Regions from separate parts of the Sus scrofa genome. Here region 2 is linked to region 1. The links are chromatin contacts, called in public HiChIP or PLAC-seq maps. All regions are on one chromosome and are shown on one strand. Each heading gives the region's core, a stretch centred on a gene start, on an enhancer-like site or on the middle of the called end of the contact. The rest is flanking DNA. Distances are from core to core; before and after follow the strand shown.

Evidence for each region. HiChIP or PLAC-seq counts read pairs in DNA pulled down with a chosen protein or histone mark.
Region 2: an H3K27ac HiChIP or PLAC-seq map of skeletal muscle shows a contact between it and region 1. The contact joins two enhancer-like sites. A contact is called at or near these places in 1 of 5 promoter capture datasets (liver), 9 of 47 Hi-C or Micro-C datasets (embryonic fibroblasts, fetal heart ventricle, fetal skeletal muscle and 3 more) and 1 of 2 datasets of contacts at active chromatin or transcription factors (skeletal muscle).

Annotation. Positions count from the first base shown.
Region 1 is chr11:46,379,789-46,385,238 of Sscrofa11.1, forward strand. It overlaps a transcript of KLF12 not described here. Among named protein-coding and RNA genes, the nearest start is that of KLF12, 74 kb to the left of the region's middle. Within about 2 kb of position 3,318, at least 27 of the 83 cell types and tissues checked have an H3K27ac peak or open chromatin away from gene starts, as enhancers often do. A contact at or near this core is called in skeletal muscle, where this site is marked.
Region 2 is chr11:46,452,223-46,457,672 of Sscrofa11.1, forward strand. It overlaps a transcript of KLF12 not described here. Among named protein-coding and RNA genes, the nearest start is that of KLF12, 150 kb to the left of the region's middle. Within about 2 kb of position 3,204, at least 19 of the 83 cell types and tissues checked have an H3K27ac peak or open chromatin away from gene starts, as enhancers often do. A contact at or near this core is called in skeletal muscle, where this site is marked.

The sequences.
Region 1 (5,450 bases), core at 2,068-4,567:
AAAGGGACAGCCCGTGTGAGATGGTCACACAGAAGCAGGCTGGGGGCCAGCTGTGCACAGCCTCTGCCCAGCCCCGGAGCCCGGGAGGGAGCTCTGACCTCTTCCGGTTGCCTTTGAAAAGGGTCCAACTTAATTCACTGGACTCTCCAAGAATAGGTTACAGCAGGTTTTGAACTCTGAGAAGACAGATTTAAAACAATCAAAATGGTAATTACTCTACGATGTCTTTTAAAACCAGACCACTTGTTAGTGAACGTTGAATTGTCTATCAGTGAAAACGAAAAATTCCAAGATGTGTATCAGTGAGTTGCCTCTTTCTCTTATCCAAGAGTAACCAAAAGAATAACTACGTTTCCTGTCAGGTAGTCATGCCCGGGAGGCAAGTGAAATCACTGGCCAAAGTGCAACTTTTTTTTTTTTTTTTGGCTGCACCTATGGCATATGGAAATTCCCGGGCCAGGGATCAAATCAAAGCCACAATTGAGACCTACGCCACAGCTGCAGCAACACTGGATCCTTAAGCCACTGCACCGGGCCAGGGATCAGACTCGCTCCACTGCAGAGACAGGATCAGACTCGCTCCACTGCTAGATCCTCAACCCACTGTACCACAGCGGGAACTCCCAAAGGGCAACTTAATTCGACAGCTTTAAAAGAAAATCGATAACTATCTTTAAAAACAGGTATAAAAATCTTAAAAAACCATGAGAGACAGCAACTTCTTAAAAATTATTTTTGATATACATAAGGGAAATGAGAAAAAATAAAATAAGGGGAAGAGTAACACACAAAGGGAGAAGAACAAAATGAAGGGTGAAAAGGAACAAAGCCAAGAAGGTACAGTGAGGAGCAGAATCAGAGGAAGAAAGAGGTGGAGACACAGGAGGAGAGAAAAACAAAAAGTGAAGCACAGTTAATTCAGCCACTTTTTAACAAGTGTCTCAGAGCCTTGGTTTTCGCATCTCTAAAACAGGTACCAAGAGATACACCTCGTAACTTCGTCATCCTTTAAATAGCAGCAGCAGCAGCAGCAGCAATCATTTATTAAAAGGATGCAAAAACTGCATATGAAAATGCATACCCCTGTATGGCCAAGATCAAGAGGTAAAAGCAGGAAAGAGGAGTTCTTAATATATAAAATGACCATGAGTGAAACCTGCTCTTCTGAACTTGGGGTTGTCCCTATTATCGCCTCTGAAATGTTTGATGACCTCTATTCACAGGTTTTAACTTACTGATCTTTATTACTGCTAGAGCCTTCATTTCAGACCACCAGAAGGAAAATTATTTTCCAGTACCAGAGGTGAGGGTGGTGGACCAAATGCAGACCGTGGTCCAATAGTCAGACGGAAGTGAAAATGAATCTTTCAAATGAGAGCCTTGAGGAAGAAGAAAATAACATTATTAGTCATCATACGAACGGGCCACCTTTATTTTGCTCTTTCTACATACTAGACATCACACTAGGGCCTTTCAGAGTTATTCTTTCAAAATGTCACAACAATCCTTTCAGGGAGATTCTTTTAATTAAGGTCATCTTACAAACGAGGAAACAGAGGCCCCAGATATGTTATGTGCCCTTGGTCCCAGAGCAATAAGGAGGAAGTTAGATCTCAAGCCTGGCTTTTCAAAACGATACCAGATTTCATGATCCTCAAGTTCCTTTTAGCCTTCAGAGAAAGAGTAAATTATATCTAGGAAAGCTTTCATTTAAGATTACTATAGTTTTTCTTAATCCCCCCCCCAAATAACAAGTCTAATACTGAACAGAAGCAACTCTCAGTTGGATTCATTCATCTAACTTCCATGATAATTCTTAGATTATGATATTATCAGGAAAGAAAGACGCTTTGCAGTATTACTTTCTTCATCTGTAATTGAAAATGTTCCAAATGATGCCCCCAATTCTATCAAATTACTCTGCAATCCCTCCCCCACTTGCCCAGAAATCCTAAGGCAATGGTGATTTTGTCCTGCTGACACACAGCAGAAACCTCTGAATATACGCCTTTTGGAAGAGTCTGAAGGAAGCCACACCTCCCTGCATCAAGGTTTCATTAACTTTGAATTCATCAAGCATTGTAGAAATGCAGGCCATGCACTCTGTCCAATCCTGACTTACATGAGAGCTTTGCTAAACTGTTAACTGTTACTGAAAAAGAAATGTAAAGGTTGTGCCTTTTTAATTAAAAATATTAAGAAAATAAACAAGAGCTTGAAAGCCTTAGTACGGTATCAACACCTATCCCAAGTACTTTGGCTTTTTGGTTTTTGCTTGCACCAGGGCTTCCTATTCAGAATGAAAGTGCCTGCAAAACCTTGCTCAGCGGGCTGAGACTGTGGTACCTACTTTGAATAAACAAGGCAGCTTCCTGTCTCTGACGGCCCATTGCTCAACAGGGTTGAATCATGGCAGCTTCCACAGTCATGACCCCTGAGTGCACTCATGCTGAAGAGGGTCTGCTTTGATTCACTCCTATTGTAGGAAACTACTTATCAGGCGATACCTCTTGCTTCTTGAATTGAAAATCCTTGCATCAGTGAAGCTGAAAAGGAGTGACTGTCTTAGGCGCCAACTTAGTATCTCATTATCGCTAAATTTATCTCCATTTGGTGGATGTATCTGGACTTTTTTGAAGTCACTGAAGGGCCGGAGCTCGGTGTACACTTTTAGATCCTTTCGGAAGTGGTTAAAACAGCATCCGGTAGATGATTCTCTCATCACATATTCATTTATGCATTTCTGAAGGCTCTTTAGTGGCAGAACCCACAAGGCAGAGTTCAGGATCAGAATGGGAAAACGCAGTTCGGATTACACCAAAAAATTGGTTTTACAAGTGATCGATCTTTTTCTTAAGGGTTTGAGAAAGGCATTTTCTCCCACATCGGTGCTGTTGTGCAGTGGTTGACTGTCCAGCGTGCTGTTCAATTTGTTTTCAATGTGCTGATAAATTATACATGATGCACATCCCACTTCCTTTACTCTGCTCCTAATCTCCTACAGGATGGTGTCAGCACAAAGGGCAGCCTTTGCATTTCTGACCTTTTTGAGTAAAAGAAATAGGAAAAAAAAAAAAAAGGAAAAAGAATCTGTCTTGCTCCATGAACAGAAGCCTGCACCTCCAGCTGTGCACCACCCCTATTTTCCTGACCAAGGGGGCCACCTATCCTGGAGGGCGGTCCTGGCATCTTGATATGGAGACCTGGCTTTGGATAACCGGGAAAGGCTAGAAACACTCCCCCATCCCTCCTCTGTCTGGGCTATTACACCAGACCTAGTGCTGCCTGGAGATGTCAGAGGCCCCCGCCGGTGGGAAGCGGGGATGCTATCAGTCAGCAGGGAAATTTTCTGCTTCTGAAAACCTCTTCATCTGTGCAGCACCTCCAGCTGCCCCGGAGCTCCGTGTCCGTGCATGAAAATAGCTCTGGCCTTGATGACTTCACTCATTCTCACAAACCAGCCAGTTGGCAGAATGCTCGCACCGGCTGCTCCTTAAGGCGAGGGAGTTCTGCCTTGCCCACCACCCCCTAAGATGAACCTTTCGTTTCATGTGGACTCTGGAAGAAGGCTCCTCACTGAGGTGAGAGTGGGCACAAACCTAATGCCCACATTTCAAAACGCTGTCAGACGGTCTGATGAAAAGAGCTAACTGACAGCCAATACGAAGCATACAAAACCTAAATGGGTTTTGTTTTTGGCTTGTTTTTTTTTGTCTTTACACTCAACTTTAAGGACATCAAAACTGCTTCCATAAAAGAAGAGATAGATGCATATGTATAACTGAATAACTTTGCTGTCCACCTTAAACTGATACAACATCATAGATTTTTTTGGTAAGATTTTTTCTTTTTTCTGTTTGAGTTGATTTACAATGTTTTGACAATTTCTGCTGTACAGACAACATGGTAGATTTCATAAGCCAACATAAAATAAAAATCAACTTAAAAAATGTATAAATATGTTTAATGAAAAGGTTTTTTTTTTTGTCTTTGTAGGGCCACACCTACAGCATTCGGAGGTTCCCAGGCTAGGGGTCGAATAGGAGCTGTGGCTGCTGGCCTACACCACAGCCACAGCAACACCAGGTCCAAGCCGAGTCTGTGACCTACACCACAGCTCATGGCAACACTAGATCCTTAACCCACTAAGCGAGGCCAGGGATCGAACCTGCGTCCTCGTGAATGCTAGTCACATTCGTTTCCACTGAGCCAAGACAGGAATTCCAATTAAAACATTTTTAAAACCCGCTGGGTAAACCAACTTCATACAACAAGTTCTCATCGCATTAATTTTAGGGCCACATATCTTTCTGAAGAACATGCGGCATAGCTTATAACCACCCACATCTTTTAAAATCCTATTTCTCATGTTTACTCCTTTTCCGCAAGTAAGAAGGCCAACGAGGTATCAAAGTAAGAATTAATTACCACTACACCTAATCAGCCTAAGCTGACTAAGGGCCTCTGAAAGCCGTTTTTTGCCATCGCAGCAAGCTTTATTAGTGAGGAATGCTCAAATGGATTTTGAAATTAAAAAAACGAAAACAAACACACAAAAAAAGTAAAGGCATTTCATGAGTGAAAGAGGTGTTCTTTCATGTTTGATTACCAAATTTTCTTTTAATGGTTATAATTTCCCCACACAGAGTTTTTCGCTTCCCACTGCAGTGACCACAAGCTAGTAAGAATATTCCATGAGTAGAGCAGGACCTTCTGATGTTCCAGCATCATAACTCAGGGCTCTGTCCGCACTGCACTTTGAGTCCAAAAGAGAGCATTTAGATTAACTGCTTCAGTGCCCTATGGACACAAGATTTATGCCCAGAGGGAAAGCCCCCATACGATTCTACAGACACAGAGCTAATGAAATAATGTGGTTCACTGGTTTAAGATGGTTCCTCCAAAAGGGGTGCAGCAACTGTTCCCCAAAGATAGAAACGCACTAACATTCTACTCCCACCATCCCTCAGCTTCTCTATCACAGTTACAAACAGCATCAAAATAGCACTTGCCATCTCGCAACCACCAGGGTAAGAAACCGTCTCTCCCCACCAGCTCCAACTACAACATCGCAAAGAAATCTTCAGCAAACACCTGGGCACACAGATGACAGTGAATTATTAAAATGCATCTTCTCATACAACCATTTGTTCTTTCCACAGATATATGCCAAGTATGGAGCTTGAGGCAGGGACTACTACCTAGGCACTGCCTAAACACTGACTTCAAGGATTTCCCACTCAAATCATTAGGTATTACAGGGCCATGTAGCCTTAACAAGACGGGTGAAGACTGCAGTGATATTTTTTGTTGATGCAAGGATTTAGAAAATGTGGTTTCTCAAGGACATCCAGGGAAGTGTTGCCTTCCTCTCATTATAAAAACCAGGGGTCAGTTTGGGAAGAGTTCAGAAAAATAACTATGAAATTAGAGTTACTGTGTCTCTCTCC
Region 2 (5,450 bases), core at 1,954-4,453, 72 kb after region 1:
TTGTTAGCATGAGCCACAACAGGAACTCCAAAAAAAATGTTTTTAAAGAGAAAGGGTATTTTTTTTCTTGTGATGAGAACTCTTAGGATTTACTCTTAACCACTTCAATGTATAACAAACAGCCGTGTTAATTATATTTACCATACTGCATATTATATCCCTAGCACTTAGTATCTTATAACTGGAAGTTTGTACCTTTGGAGCAGACTGATTTTTACTGAGCACTAAACATGTCCAGGATTCTACATACTGGGTGCTTTACGGGCATTAGGACAAGTTTATCCTCAAAAACATTCTGCAACGTTGACATGATACATTCTTGTTTTTGTTTTTATTTGCCAATGAGTAAAAGCAAGAAGAAAATAATTTTCAGGTAAATGTAGTGAGTTGTGGAATAGCTAATAGAGTCAAATATATGTATTAGAGGTGAAAAGGCTTAGGTAGAAAATGACCATGATATTGGCACTTAGCTACTGAAAGGACAGTCATATGGACTCTACTCCTCAAACTGTTCTTTCAATAAGTATTTTTGCACTATATGATCAGTCATTATGTTAGAGGCCAGGAAACTAACTATGAAGACAATTCATTTCCTGCTCTCCAGGGCTCATTATTGGGAAGGGACAAGACAAATCAACAAGCAGTTATACCAGAAGAAGGACTATCGTGTGCTACGGGACCACAAACTACAGACTAGCACCCAGTGTATTCTTTTTTTTTTTTTTGTCTTTTTAGGGCTGCACCCAAGGCATACAGAGATTCCCTGGTTAGGGGCTGAATTGGAGCTACAGCAGCTGACCTACACCACAGCCACAGCAACCCATTTCTGAGCCGCATGTATGACCTACACCACAGCTCACAGCAACACTGGATCCTTAACCCACTGAGCGGGGCCAGGGATCGGACCCAGGTCCTCATGGATACAACTCAGGTTTGTTAACAGCTGAGCCGTGACGGGAACTCCACACCTGGTGTACTCTTCAAGAAAGGGATGATAAAGAAGAGTGTCACAGAAAGCTGGCAAGGTGTGTGTGTGTGACATGGAAAGAGTTATACTGATGAGCTAGTTTGAGTCTGTTCCTTTGCTCCTGCAAGCGTAGAGTATGGAAGCAGTGTGTGGAAAAAAAAAATGTTTGTTTCTTAACCGGAGAAAACGTAGCTGGGGAGAAATTATGTCAATTATTAGTGTTGGTAATTTTCTCAAAAATGTGTTTTAAAAAAATGTACGTGGCAGAAAATGTGTGCATATAAATAAAACATGTGCAATAAATTTGCAAATACCCATTTAAGATCTCCATCATCAACCTCTCTTAATTGTGCAGTGTTGTGTTGCAACCACGTTTCAGTCTAACCAAGAGACCAAGCCATAAATCAGGCATAGCTTAATCAACAAAATCTTGGCTTAACCAGGGATTTGCAGTTCAATAGACTGTTCTAAATTATAGTACAACAGCACAAATTTAATGATTCCATAAAAAAAAATTTAAGGGCATTTTTAATGACCACTTGATAGAAGTTTCAGTTGACTCACTGAAGAAGTAGCCTGGAGGTTTATAATCTCTAAATAATCCTTGTTGATCTTTATTTTCTATTTTCTGTAAATGATCTTGGAAACTGTATTTTCATGTCGTTTTCTGTGGAAAAGCTCAGATACTTCACCTGCATTATATAAATGTTAATGTCAGTAGCTTTTATACCAGCTACAGAGAGACTTTTTTTAAGAGTGACTTTCTCAAGGTCATAGAGCAAATCTCTAGTGAGACAGGAATGGAATTCATGACCTTTGACTGCCAGAAGTTTTCTACCCACACTCGGAAATTCCTTCTCCATAAGTGTAATTTATATGCTCACTTTGAGAGGCTGGAAAGTTCATCCCTTTTAGGGCAGGGGGTGGGGGATGGGGCTTGGTTTTCCTGCCAAATCAATTGCCACACCGGCACTGTAGAGTCTCACAAAGTGATTTTTACCTATGTTATTTCATCGTACCCTCACCACAACCCTGGAAACTGCATATTATTTTTCCCATTTTACAGACATAGAGGAGTTAAGAAATTGAACCAAGGTCATCCAGAGTTAGTAAGCAAGAGAGCCTGACTCAAACGGCGCTATCTCTGCCACTTAAATCAGTGCTGATTCCAGGATGTACAATCTTAGCAGATACCCGATTACGAAATGAATGAAGGTTTTCTTTACAGATATTTATGCCATTTTTTTACAATCATTTACCTTGGTTCTCATTTAGGTCTGTGGGTTTGTTTTCTTTGGGGAACGGTTGATTTCAGGTTTTGTTAGAAGTTTGCTTGTGAAACTAAAGTGGGAACACTACTACTAAATAAAGAACTTGAAAAAAAAAAAACAAAACAAACAAACTTTGCCTGTTTTCCTCCTTTTTATTCAAGTGGGTAGGGGGCTCTTTACCATAATTCATGGTCATCATGTGAACGGTGTAGGTATGGGGTGTATACCAATATAACTAGAGAATACAAAAACTCACATTCATAAATACAAAATATTATGTAATATAATAAATATAAATACTATGCATATACACACATCTAAAATAGAGAATATATTTATATATGTAGTATATACAGATATATCACGCCAGCAATCATTGCGAAAAGCCATATACACCGTTAAGCATGGTGAATGAAGCACAGGAAACACAATCCCTGGATGTGGAGGCCAGCAAAGCTGTAATAGCGGCAGCTTCTAGTGCCTCTGATGGGGGTGGGAAATCTATCCCAAAGCTCTGCAATTTTTTTCCCCTCATCTTCCACATAGCAACACAGCAGCAAGGGCTTTCCGCTGCTGCATCTGTCACTAAAAAGCAACACTGTTTGGACCCGTCCAATTATTACGCCTGTAATAAATATTCAAAACTATTACCATCAAATTCAGCAACAAAATAAAAGTTAACTTTGAGATGAAAAAAAAAAAAAAAAAAGACAGGAAGAAAGACCATCCCAGAGCAGAATTCTTTGAGCAACTATCCTGTAATCTGCTGCCAGACCAAAACAAATTTTTATGGAGCAACAGGACTACTCAAGTAGCCACTTTTATGACAATAAACACCCAAAACCGAAAAATCCTTTTGTAACATAATTACTGAGAATATATAAAGAAAGTAACCATTTAATCCACAGCATGTGTTCCCTACCGCAAGAACTCAAAAGCTGACATCAGATGGGGTGTGGCTGCCGTAGGCCCGCCCTGACAATGAATTCTGGCCAGTTGAAGTCACACAGTTCTCCAGAAGGGCCTGGGATCTAGAATCACTCACAAAGCAGGTCTCACAAAGCCTAAGGCTGCTGCCCTTCTGGGCACAGGGCAAGGCCCATCTGTTTACTTAGATTTTGATTCTGAGAGCCCTAGTTGTGGTGGATGAGTTAAGGCTGTGGTTATTGGGTGTTGCCAGTGATTTAATTGCAATACTTTCACCCTTACATTGTGCACATACTTAAGACTGAAAGGCGTACACAATTTGGACTCTGAAAAAATAAATACACATGAATTTTAAATGGAAAATGAACACTGGGCAAAAATACAGATTATTTCCACTCTGGGACCATATGGTATTTTCCAAATGGAAATGATAAAGGTAAGCGACTGCAATCTATTTTAGGAATTGTTTACAAAAATGAAAGTTGTTTTCTACAAGGAAAACATAACCGTGCTGTCGATTCAGAATAAAACTCTTTGGGGATTTTTAGCTCTTGTTCATGAATCAACATGGAAGCATAAGGAAATTTATTTAGTCAAAAAAGGCATAACTTTTTCAAATGAGTTTGTGCCGTTTCTAGTTCTGCAGAATACAAACTACGTTGTATTAATACACAAATCATCTACAGCTCGTTTGGTGACGTTGACACTAAAGGGTTTGTCACTCTCACAATATAGATAACAAACCATTGGACGCCCCCCCTCCCCGATTTAAAGTGATTCGTCTCATGTTAATTCATAGAAACATGAAATGCCACACTTTCCATTCTGTATCGTGGTGAAAACATCCAAGACGTTTCTATATTCAACTAGTTGACAGCATCACCTCACTGGTCAAGTTACTCAACACTCTAGATGAACCCACACTGGCTTGGTTCAAAATGCCGTCATAAAGGCCTAGAGGCCTAAGCACTTATGTCATCTTTGCTCGGAGAGAAAACACACCTATATTTAAGACCAAATTATTTCACTAAGTTGCTAACAGCCGGCTTCGTGCTATAACATCTAAAACTCACTCTAAGTCTGCTGAAGTGCATGTGTGTTTACCTTGCACAGAAGGCTGGGAAGTAATCCCCGAGGAACATATATTTTTTTTTTAAACGACCAGAACGCTAACGCTATTACATGCCTGATGGGTGCTCTTCAGAATGAACAGATCAAGCATCCCGATCTGTTTTTCCCTTGGCCTGGGGAGAGAGTGTGCACACCGTTTGCAGTTCCTCCCTTTCTGTACACACATAGGCTGCAGCTGTAGTAAACAAGCCCAGGCCAAGAGTTGCTAAGGTCAAGGTTTCAAATGCTATACCAGGACCAATTTTCTCCCCAATGACATTGAGTTGTGGAAAAGGAACTTTCCGGAGGGGAAAAAACAAAAAAACAAAAAAATATTAAGGGCCTATGAGCACAACAATTTTCATTCAGTCAATAGTAATTCAAGGCATTCCAAAATAAAGTTTAGCTGACAGAAGTTTCTTTTAAACTGGCATGACAAATTAACAGACAAATAACTGAAACCCTTCAAAAATAAACAGAAGGCCCTCAAGGATGTTTAGTTGCTTTCATACAGCTATAGGACAGTGTGAGTTCATAAATTATTAGAATTTCATGCAAAAATATCCCAACTTCTGCTAGCATGTTTCACAATAGCTATGAATTAGAGGGTAAAATAATAAACCCTCTTTCCTAAATACATTACAAATGTCTGCCAGTTCTGGTCTGCTCAAAAATGTGCTCCCCCCAACTCAAAGGAGCTTAACATGCCCAAGCCAGTCTCCAGACTGACCAGGCTGCAGCCATAAAGATATAACTTATGCAACCAAATGTTTGTCCTTCAACATCCTATTTCCACTGAGCTTCTAAAGTTAAACATTTTCTACCCTAAAAAGATACCCCTTTAGCATAACCAATTTCTATGTGGTTTTAAAAAATGTAAACAACGTGTGAATGAGGTCTGCATATAGCACAACCAGTTTTTTTGTTGTCGGTTTTTTTGGGTTTTTTTTTTTTTTTTTAGGTGAGGGGTCACCGTTCTTACTAAATACCAATTGCAAAGAGCATGTCCTAGGAGCTGGAATACCACCACCCCCCCCACCCCCCCCCCGCTTAAAAGTAACAGCCCCATTCCCATCACAGGCTGCTGTCCGTCAAAAGGCACCAAAATTGATTTCAAAGCATGTACTTATCTAACAACTCTATCCTCCAGTAAGAAAAGGGCATGGAGGCGTCTA